Linked DNA regions of Rattus norvegicus: region 1 is linked to region 2. Evidence: chromatin contacts called from public Hi-C data. All regions are on one chromosome and are shown on one strand. Each heading gives the region's core, a stretch centred on a gene start, on an enhancer-like site or on the middle of the called end of the contact. The rest is flanking DNA. Distances are from core to core; before and after follow the strand shown.

Region 1 (5,383 bases), core at 525-3,024, 230 kb before region 2:
GAGACAGACGTGCCATCCCATACCTTAGAAGTGGAGGCGGGAAGATATTGAGTTAAGGCAAGTGTGGGTTACATAGTGAGACCCTATCTACAGGACAAGGAGAAAGAGGATGAAGAATTTGAAAAATAAAAAGGGCTAACAAAAATGCAGAGACAGGAACTGTCATGTGCTGTGGTGACATCAATTGGTAGAGCATTACAAAGAGCAGTATGGCTTTTCTTAAAAATGAAAACTATAACCACCAGTAAGGATTCCACAATCCTATTACTAGGTATATGTTCAAAGGAACTGGAGTCAAACATTTGCATTCTTGTGCTTCTTTACATGAATGTGTGTGTGCATGGGAGCATATGCCAAGAGTGCAAATACCTTTAGAGAGGACTCAGAGCGGTTTGCTGCTATTCTGGAAAACACAACTGCCTGAAATGTGGGCTCAAAGGATCTGATGCCTTCTGGCCTTTGCTGGCACTGCACTTATGTACACACACACACACACACACACACACACACACACACACACACACACAAACACACATGTGCCCGTGCATGGGCACAGAGAAACTAATATATTTCTAAAAAAAGATACTAAGCAAATTCTTGCATTTTGTGAAGTTAACCATTGCACTAAGGGTAATATCACACTGCGGTAAAAGTGACTGGCCTGATAATTTGCTTATCAAACTCAGTAAGCTCAGGGCTCATATCACCCATCTTTAAAAGGAATGATTTCAGGGCTTCTTAGATCCAGAGTAAGTTACTTTGGAGGAGTACACACATCTAGAAGTTGTTTCCATTTGCAGTCTAGTCGTCCAGAGGGAAAGCAAGATGTGCACTGTGTGGAATCCTGCAGCTGGACAATGGTCACTACAGAGCTGGAACTCTATTGACTGTCTGCTTCCAGAGCACGGCAGTCAATCCTGACACCACTGTGCCCAACCATAAGCACAGAGAGGCCTCGTGAAGTCAGTCAGTCTCTCCTCATCTAATCCTTAAGTACCCAGAATGGTATTCTCAGCGAGACTAATTGCAAATCTGAAGAGTGGGAAGAATCTTAGCGATCATTAATCCAAACCAAAATGAAGACATAATCTTCCCCTATGTCCCTCCAACCGGACGTGGGTGACAACAGACACCGTTACCTAGGCAATGTGGGATGGGTATAAAGGAAACAGAAGACAGAGGAACACTTCTAGGAGTAAATCTGTTTGGGTTAGCGCATTCAGATAGACATCGCTCGCCAGGAAGTTAACTTCAGTGACAGTGCGCCGGGCTGAAGCCTGGACACCAGGTGTCGCCGTTAGTCTCCATCAGGCTATGGGACTCCGGTACCAACAAAACCCAAGGCTGATCGCCTAGTCCTTGGGCCACAAGCAGCCAGGGGCTGCGCGTGCACCGTCCACGCGCGCCCCCCGGCTCCATCCCGCGCAGGCGCTGTGGTTTCACGCGCCCTGCACGCCGGCTAGCGGCCGCAGCAACCCGCACCCCTTACCCGCGTGCTGGCTCCACCGCCCCGGCCTCCAGGTTCCCGGCGGCCGCCTCGCGGGGCGCCACCTCCTCGGCCTCGGCGGAAGCCCCGGCCTCGGCCCCGCCGGCCGCCTCCGTCCCCGCAGCCTCCTCTCGCCAGCGCCGTCGCGGCCCCGGCCGGCCCTCGGTCCCCTCCGGGCCGCTCCCGGCCTCCCCGCCGCCCGCGGCCGCCTCGAGCCCCTCTCTCAGCCTGCATGAGGCCGCCGGCGAGCAGAGCACGCGAGCCGCGGCGGAGAGCGCAGGCCCCACCGGAAGCGGCCGAGCGCCAGCCGCGGTGATCAGGGCGCGGGGCCCGGCCGGGGCGGGGACCACATAAGTGATCTGTAATAAAAGGATACCTTAAAATCACTTTGTGTGATAGTTCTTAATTCATACGAGTGTTTAAATGACGCAAAACCCAAGATGTCCAATGAGTTTAGTTAACATCTTAACTTGAAAAAGATAAGCCATTTTAAAGTCAGGATTTAGGAAGGAGGTGTGGGTTGAAGATGAGTCCCACATCACAGTTGTGGACAGTGGCTCAAGTGGATGGAGGGTCCAGTAGGAAAGGGAAAAGATGCTTGAAAATCTTGAAGAGAACTTGTAAATGTAGTTGCTGTAACGTACATTTACTGAGCCCTTGGTTCTCATAGGTACTCTTGTTACCCTTATTTTGCTAGAGAGCTTAACTTTGGCTAGACGGTGTCCAAAGACAAGGGTAGCAGGAAAGATGTTGGTCAAGTCCAGGAAGAGCTGGTCACTGCTGTCCAGGGGACATCTAAGGGTAGGAGTGTGTAGGTCCAGTCTGGGAGGTGTAGAGCACCGATGGGTAACTGCTTTGTAGCTTTCCCGGATGCAGATTCTGAGAGGACACCTGGATGTTATGGGCAAAAGATAAAGTTAAGGAGTTTGGGAGAAAAACTTTTTCTTAGGTGTACATTTGAGACTCTTAGGCCCAAGGTCTTGGGAGTCAAAGGAAGGGTCCCAGGAGCAAGGATAGGGAAATGGATCTCCGCCCCCTCAGGAAAAGGCAGGGAGGGAGGAAAACACGCTGTTTATTGACAATTCTTGTCTTGAGTCTATTTGACTGGGGGAGGCAGATTCAAGTGGATTCCCTGAAGCTCGCACAAAAGAAAACACAAATATTAAATAACTTTTATGGCTTTATAGCTAGTCATTAACAGAATGATTCAAACCTAGGGTCGCCCGGCTTCAAAGTCTCCATGGCTCTTGAGAAAATCTGTAAAAGAGATTTAAGTTTTAGTCAGAGACATAAAAGTTCAGGCCATAGTTGTCAAAGTGTAAAACAGAAATGAGAGCCAAGAAGGCAGCTAGGAAATGGGAAATTTAGGATTTTACATTCAAATGTAAATGAGGAAGTTAGGCTCTGAAGGCAGTGGAGATGTCCGTATGTATTGCTTGAGTGGGCAGATCACGAATGTCATCAATAAGGAGAGAGTTAAGGGTTCAGGAGAACGCATCAGGACAGGTGGCCTGAATCACAATATTTGGACACACACATATATATAAAGCTTTAATCCTAGTCACCCTCACTCCCCTGTCCTGTCTCGTAGCAATAAGTAACATTTTTTTTAATTTATTTATTTATTATGTATGAGAGCATTGTAGCTTGTCTTCAGACACACCAGAAGAGGGCATCAGATCTCATTACAGATGATTGTGAGCCACCATGTAGTTGCTGGGAATTGAACTCAGAACCTCTGGAAGAGCAATCAGTGCTCTTAACCTCTGAGCCACCTCTCCAGCCCAATAAGTAACATTTTAACACTGCTATCTTGCAATTTTGCTATCTCGCTCCCAAAGGGTTAACTTTGTCAGTACACACCATTGTTTATTTTCTTTTTTAAAAAATCATTTCTACATTTTTCTTTTCTTGATGCACGCTATATTTTTATTCTTTCTATTGGTGAGATAGACAGATGGTAGAGTGAGAATCTTTGTATTTACCTGTGAAATTCAGAATGCCAGTGGTACTTAAGATTAATATGTTCTTCCTTATTTTCAGCTCTCAAAATCAGTAGTCCCATCTCATCGTAAGCACCAAGCACAGACCACAAGACCATAAAAATAGTAAAGAGAATCATATTGTTTTGTTTATGCACAAAAAAGGAGCCCCAAGGACTTAGACAGGTAGAATGGGCATTTTTAAGAACACAGTGACAGTCTACCCCCATTCTCTGGGTGACTAGGCTCAAAGTGGCTTGGTACATCATCTTCTTCAAAACTCTGTGTTCAGTGACAAAGTTGGTAGCTTAAAATTTGGCACTGTGGGGATTTTCACAGGATTGAAATTGGCAAATTTCTGCAAAGCAAGACTATACCTAGGGGAGTGAGCAATTTGAGCTTTTAGCCCAGTATAACAAAATGCCATGAAACAGGTAGCTCACAGCGCATCTGTTTTCACAGTTCTGAAGCTGTCAAGTCCCAGAGCAGGGTGTGGGCAAATTACCTGTCTAGTGAGGCTCCTTGTGTTTGTTCCCCAAACTTTTTGTTGTATTCTCACATGGTGGAGGACCGTGACTTGATTATAGTTGGTCTTCCTCCCTCTCTCTAAAACTCTGGGGGTTTGGAGTTTTTTTTAAAGACTAATTTATTATCATATTTATATGAGTACAATGTATCTGTCTTCAGACACAGCAGAAGAAGACATCAGATCCCATTACAGATGGTTGTGAGCCACCATGTGGTTGCTGGGAATTGAACTCAGGACCTCTGGAAGAGCAGTCAGTGCTCTTAACCGCTGAGCCACCTCTCCAGTCCTAAAATTCTGGTTTTACACTTTGGGTTGTTGTTGTTGTTGTTGTTGTTGTTGTTGTTGTTGTTGTTGTTATAGTTTACATTTTTCACTAATAAGAGCTGATGTCAGTAAGTTACAAACAAGCAAATATTTTTGTTTCCTACCGCCAGTTAACAAAAACACATAATGTAGCATCTTCTTTAAGTAAGACTTGATTTTTGCATTTCAACAGGCATGCCATATAACACAAGCAAAATGGCCTTTTGCTACTTTATTCTCTCTTTCACCCTACTGCACAAACACAGTATGTGTTTTTGTTAACTGGAGGTAGGAAACAAAAATATCTGCTTATTTCAACCCCTTAACACCATGTAGAAGAGAAGAAGAAAAAAAAGAGAGAAGAAAGGAAAGAGATCTCTGAATAAAGTCATTGGTGGGAAATGGGACAGCGTTATCATTAGACTACTTCCTATTGACTAGGAGTATCAAGTTCCTTGGGGCAAGTTTGAGCTTCACGGTCAGGATTTTTTTTAAAGACAGACAGAAAGATATTTTCTTAGACAGAATGGGCATTTTAAGAACACACTGACAGTCTGTTGGCCTTCGTACTGGAGGCTTTCCATGAAGATCTCTGGCCTGGCCAGGTACGAGGGTTCAGGCGAAAAGGAAGAGAACTCGAGCAGGGAGGGGCGAGCTGCCTCTGCTGCCTCCGCCCTCTGCTGCCTCCGCTGCCTTTAATCCTTCTGGAGAGGATCCTTATATACAGTTTTGGGGTGGGTCAGGGTCTGACCGGAGGTGCTGCCTATTAGCTTGGCCAGAGAGCTTGGGAATACCTTATCTACACGTGGGAGGCGTGGTCAAGCCTTTAGGTGACTGATGGCCACAGCCTCTCTACAGGGGGATGGGGGGGCTGTAGCTACTTGAGACGGGCCTGGTCTCCTAGGAGTTAAGGTAAAAGCCTACCTCCCTCCTGAAGGTCACCAGAATTTCAAACTCATCTCAACCAGGAACCAGGATACCTTTCACAGTCTGCGGCCCCACAACAGTCTATCCCTGTTCTCTGGGTGACCAACATCAAAATGGTTGGTACAGTACCTTTTACAAAATTCTGTGTTCGGTGAC
Region 2 (5,626 bases), core at 2,305-4,804:
CTCCCCAGTGCACATGTAAAAAGTTGGTGCAGCACTGTGTGCCTATCATATCAACACTGTGGAGGGAGAGACAGGCTGATCCTTGGGCTTGCTGGCTACCCAGTTGGCCTCCCGAACAGATAAACTCCAGGTTGAGTGAGAGACCCTGTTTTAAAAAGCAAAGTGTAGAGTGACTGAGGAAGACAATACTAGCCTCCACGCACCCGACCAGGCTGACACTTGCATAGACACACACAGACACACACAAATGTTTTGGATATGTGATACCAACATGTCTTTTTTCTTCCTTACATAATGTTACAAAACTAATAAGCAAAGTAAAATATGAGAGGTAGTCAATAATCATTAATAGTATATCTAAGAAAAGGGTGTATGCAACGAAGTTCATTTGTTTTGGCTTTGGGGAAACAGAAGATGTTTATTTGAAAAAAATATTTTTTTTAATGCTTGGTGAGGCTGAGAATGGAGGTACACTCTGTTAACACTAGCACTCAGGAGGAAGAGGCAGACAATTCTGTGAGTTCAAGTCCAATACAGCCTTCATAACAAGTTCTAGTCCAGCTAGAACTATATAGTGGGACCTTGTAGGACTAAACAAACACCCACACCCTCGGATCCCGGCCCGCAGCAGCTCTCTGCTCCCAGACCCCGTGGGAAAGAGACCTCACCGCCTGGACAGGTGGGCACTCCTGAGGCTGCAGAGCGGAAGAGACCACCAACACTGCCCACCCCTGCCCACATCCCTGGCCAAAGAGGAAACTGTATAAGGCCTCTGGGCTCCCGTGGGGGAGGGCCCAGGAGTGGCAGGACCCCTGCCTGAGACACCAACGGAACCTGAAGGAAACAGACAGGACTAAACAAACAAGCAAACAAACAAATGCTCGGCATTTTAAAACCACCATCTTACGAAAAGGACTTGGGATTGGATGAGACCTACATATACAATATCACAGAACTGGGAAAGCAACTAGGTCGGGTAATTTCCACAGGAAATGTGGTGATTCCAAATGTAAAAAGTGTTCTATAACATCCTCTAATTTTTTTTTAAAAAGCTAGATGTGCCCTAAGCACTTGAGGCATGTTGGATCACCTTTCAAATGATATCAAAGTGCTTTCCATGTATGTAGCACTAGTCATTCTTCCCTTTGAGCTGTGGACAGCACTAGTTTCATAGCTGAATCAGCTGGAGAGGTTTTCTTTTTTAATATTAATGTAAATAAATCAGTCTCTAAAAATGGCACTAGGACAGAAATATTTAAAGCAATTCTCTCATCATACTCGCATGCACACATACACTCCTTCTCTGCTTCATCTCCCTTCCACTGTGTTTAATGTGTGTTCGTGTGCACGCGTGTGTGCCTGGTCTCTAACTCAGAGATCCACTACTCTCTGCCTCCCAAGTGCTGGGATTAATGGAGTGTGCCTTCACCTCTGGCCCTTCACCATATCTTTTAAAATTTTGTTGAATTACTGTTGGATATGTCTGGAAGTCCTTTGACTCACTACTGAGCACAAAACAGATGTGATACCACACATTTTACTAGGCGCTAAAACTATCCCGTCCTCAAGAACTTTATAGTCTGGTTGGGAAAGAATACGTAAATAAGCACCACAAAGTGATGTAGATATTGAAGTTACAGTCTAAGTAGGCATATAAAGATGTAAGTCCTTATCATGTCAACTGGAATACAGGACTCAATAAAAAGGTATCAGTACTCCTTGAAGGGACTTACGCAGATTGTAGTTTTTAACAATTCAAATGTAGTGTGATGAATTAAAGATTAAAACTATAATTTGGAAGTAATTTGGTGCAGGCTAGGGATGTAGTTCGGTTGACAGAGTGCCCGGCCAGCATGCAAGAGGCCTTGAGTTCCATCCACAGCATCACATAAAACTGGGTGTGGTTGAGAAGACCTTCAATCCCAACACTTGGGAGGTAGAGGCAGGTTCAAACTCATCCTTGATCACAGAAAATTCAAGGTCAGCCTGGGCTATTTGAGATCCTGTCACAAAAATAAATAAATAGATATGGTAGAAAAGGAAGTTATGATCTTTTATTTCATATTTCACCTTTGACACAGTGTATATAACCCAGTGTAAGGTTTATTGAGCAATGGAAAGCATTAGACCAGGAACTAACACATAGCTACTGCCATAAGAGAAACACGACCAGCTAAAGATTAGTAAATTCTGGAACTATGAGCTTTACCAAGTCTATCTTTCTCAAGACATTGAAAACAAACAAATTTGAGGAACTAAAACTATTCTGGCTTCCGGAACACTTAAGGTCAGGAGGAACAATATTTCCTGAGACCGGAAATGGTAAATCAGCCTTGCTTTAACAAGTCAGTGGTTAAGACCGTGTTTTCAAACTTGTGTAGAATAGAATTTTCAAAAGTCTTTAAGATTCTTAAGGGAAAAACTTAAAAACAAAACAAAATCAATCAATCAAACAAACAAAAAACCCCACAAAGATTTTGCTGGTCCAAATGTGGCATAAAACTAAGTGCAGTTCTCAAACGTTTGAGTCTGGAAAAAGTAACTTTTCTCTTTGTATCACCTCTTCCCACTAAATCAAATGAAAACTTCAGTCAGTCTGGTCAGTTCAAGGTCAAGTCTGGAAAGTGTCCAATATGAACAGAAATGGCTTCTATAAGTCCTGACTACAAAAACCCAATATACAATATACAAAATAGTTATTTAAAGTTCAGCAGGGAAATTATGTGGGAATCAGGCACTTGAAGGCCCTCTTGCAAGCTCCATTTGTTCAAAAGAATAACATCTCCTTGAGTGAATTCAGTTACTTTACATACTCTATAAAACCATATATTTCAAAAAATAATTTTATGACACCCAACTAAGTCTTCAAAAAGAAACCACTAAGACACAAGAAGTAACAACCTGGCTTAAATGCTGACTTAAGAGTCAAAGCCCAGAGCTCTCTAGAGAGCACACAGCCAACCCATTAAAATTTTAGTTTAGGATTTTTTTGTGATGTAAGCGATTTAATTTTGTTATTTATCTTTAACTAAAAATAGTCATTTTGGTTATAAGGCAAAAATGAGGAAATCAAAATATACATTTCCTTGACCTCTTGCCAGCTACCTTCCCACGCCAAAAGACTACTGCAGTGGCCTACTAACTGTCGCTATTATTCCCACACTCCTAAGCATCACAGGAATGCGGGCCTTAATTCCAGGTGATAATTATAAAACAGAATAGTTATCCAGCATGGACACCCCAGGCGTTGAAACATCCTGTTCTCTGAGTTTCTACTTACCCTCGGTAACATCCTGGGGGTTAGAAGTCCGGTCACTGGAAGGATCTAGGGCAACAGTTGCCAGAGAAGTGGTGGCCCCAGACAGTTCACTCATAGGCTCACTACGGCTTGTTTCTGGCACACTTTCTCGGGAGCTAAATCTTACTCGAGAACTAGATCGAGAGCTGAGGTCCGGACTGGTGTCTGATAAACCTGGAATGTCATCAATCTTTGTTGGTGTCACCATGAACCGAACTGAAGACATCTTGGTGGTGGTTTCTGGAGGATGCATTTTTTTTTCCTTTCCTTTTTGACAAAGAAAAAAGGAAAAGCTTACAAAAACTCTTCCTCCTACACTAGCTACCTTTGATTGCAAAAATAGAAAGAAAAAAAAAAACCTCAATTACCTTGATTTATATCCCACAAAGGCCCAATTAAGAATCCTTCTACTTAGAATTCAAGTCAACTGTTTTATAAAGTGCCCCACCAGTAACTGAAAAAAATAATTTTTGAGAAACAAAATGAGAACAAAACGATGCTAATCCTGTGTAACTTGGTTCCTTCAGAATCCTAGCTATCTCCCCTGGTCCAGGGCTGAGGGCTCCGTGCCATGATCTCACAGCAGCTGGTGACGCCTCCCTCTGCTCAACCCCCAGGGTCCGGATGAGGTAGTTAGTCCTTTATCTGCCGAGTGTCCCACGGTTCTAGCTGAGGACAGAGCATGCAGGCCCACCCTTATCAGGCGTGTATAGCGTGGATCAGATTGCGCAAAGGTGTGCACCAGCCACCTGTTGTGTATCAGGTGAATACCCCACAGGTCTGGTTGGGAGGAGGTGTGTGTTGAGCCACCCGATGTTTTTGAGGTCGATAATCCACTTGGGTCTGGTGGGAGAGATGCGCATGCATAACGGGAAAATACCCCCACACTACAGGATGGAGAAAGAGGAGAGCAACGAGAGGATGCCGAGGCAGAGTGGATTCCTGCCTCCCAGAGGTCTCGTCCTGGCAAAGGAGCTGTTGGCGGCGGCTAGCGGATCAGGGCAGCTCCCACAGCAGGGTCGTGGCAGGTCGTCTCGAGTCCCTCGAACCCACGACCGCTCGCCGTGCTTGCCCTGAGTGTGACAGGACGCGCGTTCCTCCCGGGGCCGGGGCGGGTAGCCTCTCGCCGGCTTTTCTTGGGTCTCGGCCGAGAAGACGGCCCGGCAGGCTGGTCCGGGCTAAGGAGGAGGAGGTCGCAGGTGCGGGAGCCCGCGCCAGCTGATGCGGGTGCGCGCGCAGCTGTTGTTTACTAGCCGCTAACCGTTTCGGAGCCGCAGAGCACAGAAGGCCCCCTCCCCGGCAGACGCCCGAGGCCGTTACGTGACCTCGCCGCCCCCCGCCACGGGCGCGGCGGGCTCTGCCCGCGCCGCCGCAGCCCTCCCCTTCCCGCCCCGCTCGTTCCTCATTCGAGGTTAACCGTCCGGAGTAGTCTGGCCAGCTAGAGGGCGGCGCCGTCCCGCGGGCGGGCAACAGCAGCCCCGCCCGGAGTATGCAGCGCCGAGACAGAGGACAGCGCGGCTGCGCGAACCGGCGACTCTCACGTAGAGCACGACGGGAACTGTAGTCCGTTCCACGGCCTGAACGCGTGTGGCAAACTGCTTTTTCTCTTGATAACCTGTGCTGCTTGTACTCAGCATGCTGCTTAGAGGCAGTCAATGTACATTCACTCCGGAACCGCAAGGATCATCTCTAATAAAAATTTCCCTGAAAAATTTAACATTATGGCACCCAAACCTCCCATTACTGTATTTATTTACCTTAGATGTGACCTCTGTAAAATTTCAGTTGTCTTCTCTAAAACGCCTGTATTTTCATCTTCATCGTGGGCTACTTTCCCCCTTCTTGTTCCTATCCTTCTGAAATTGCAAACTAGGCTTAAATTTCCATTAAAGAGAACTATACAGACATGGAGAGGACATTGGGGTATCTGCACCGCACCATTCCCAGGGCTTGACCTACTTTACCAACCCTAGAATGTTTAGCGTTTAATTCGTCAAGGTGTTTAATAACTTTCAGTTCAATCACGTTTTGTAAACTTTCTGAAAGTTTGATCAAAATGCAGGAGCTCCCTGGAGCCTTTCCTGAGTACTTAGTTCCTCCTAGGTGCAAACTGTTAAATCGGCATACCTGATAATGGATCAGGAGACTAGAGTGACCCTCAGTGGTTAAAAGCATTTACTGCTTTGAAGGAAACCCTATTTTGGTTCCCAGTTCTCACATGCGACTCTTAACTGACTGCAACTCCAGGTCTAGGCGATCTGACCCCTCCGGGCTTAAAAACGTATAAAAGATTTATAGAAGAAGGAGGAGGAGGAAGAGGAGGAGGAG

What was found. A called contact is a pair of places that touch in the nucleus more often than the background predicts.
Region 1: a Hi-C map of liver shows a contact between it and region 2, with 3 times the contacts expected there. The contact joins the promoter of Aven here to the promoter of Slc12a6 in region 2. A contact is called at or near these places in 6 of 12 Hi-C or Micro-C datasets (the A7r5 cell line, the Rat2 cell line, Schwann cells and 2 more) and 1 of 1 datasets of contacts at active chromatin or transcription factors (oligodendrocytes).

What each region holds. Positions count from the first base shown.
Region 1 is chr3:119,749,801-119,755,183 of GRCr8, reverse strand. Aven (apoptosis and caspase activation inhibitor) reads right to left here and starts at 1,774. Exons shown (of 6, transcript NM_001399518.1): 1 at 1,490-1,774. The coding sequence starts at 1,720. The region is part of intron 1 of Chrm5 (cholinergic receptor, muscarinic 5); the gene reads left to right.
Region 2 is chr3:119,524,540-119,530,165 of GRCr8, reverse strand. It overlaps Slc12a6 (solute carrier family 12, member 6), which reads right to left and starts at 3,554. Exons shown (of 25, transcript NM_001109630.1): 1 at 3,281-3,554. The coding sequence starts at 3,551.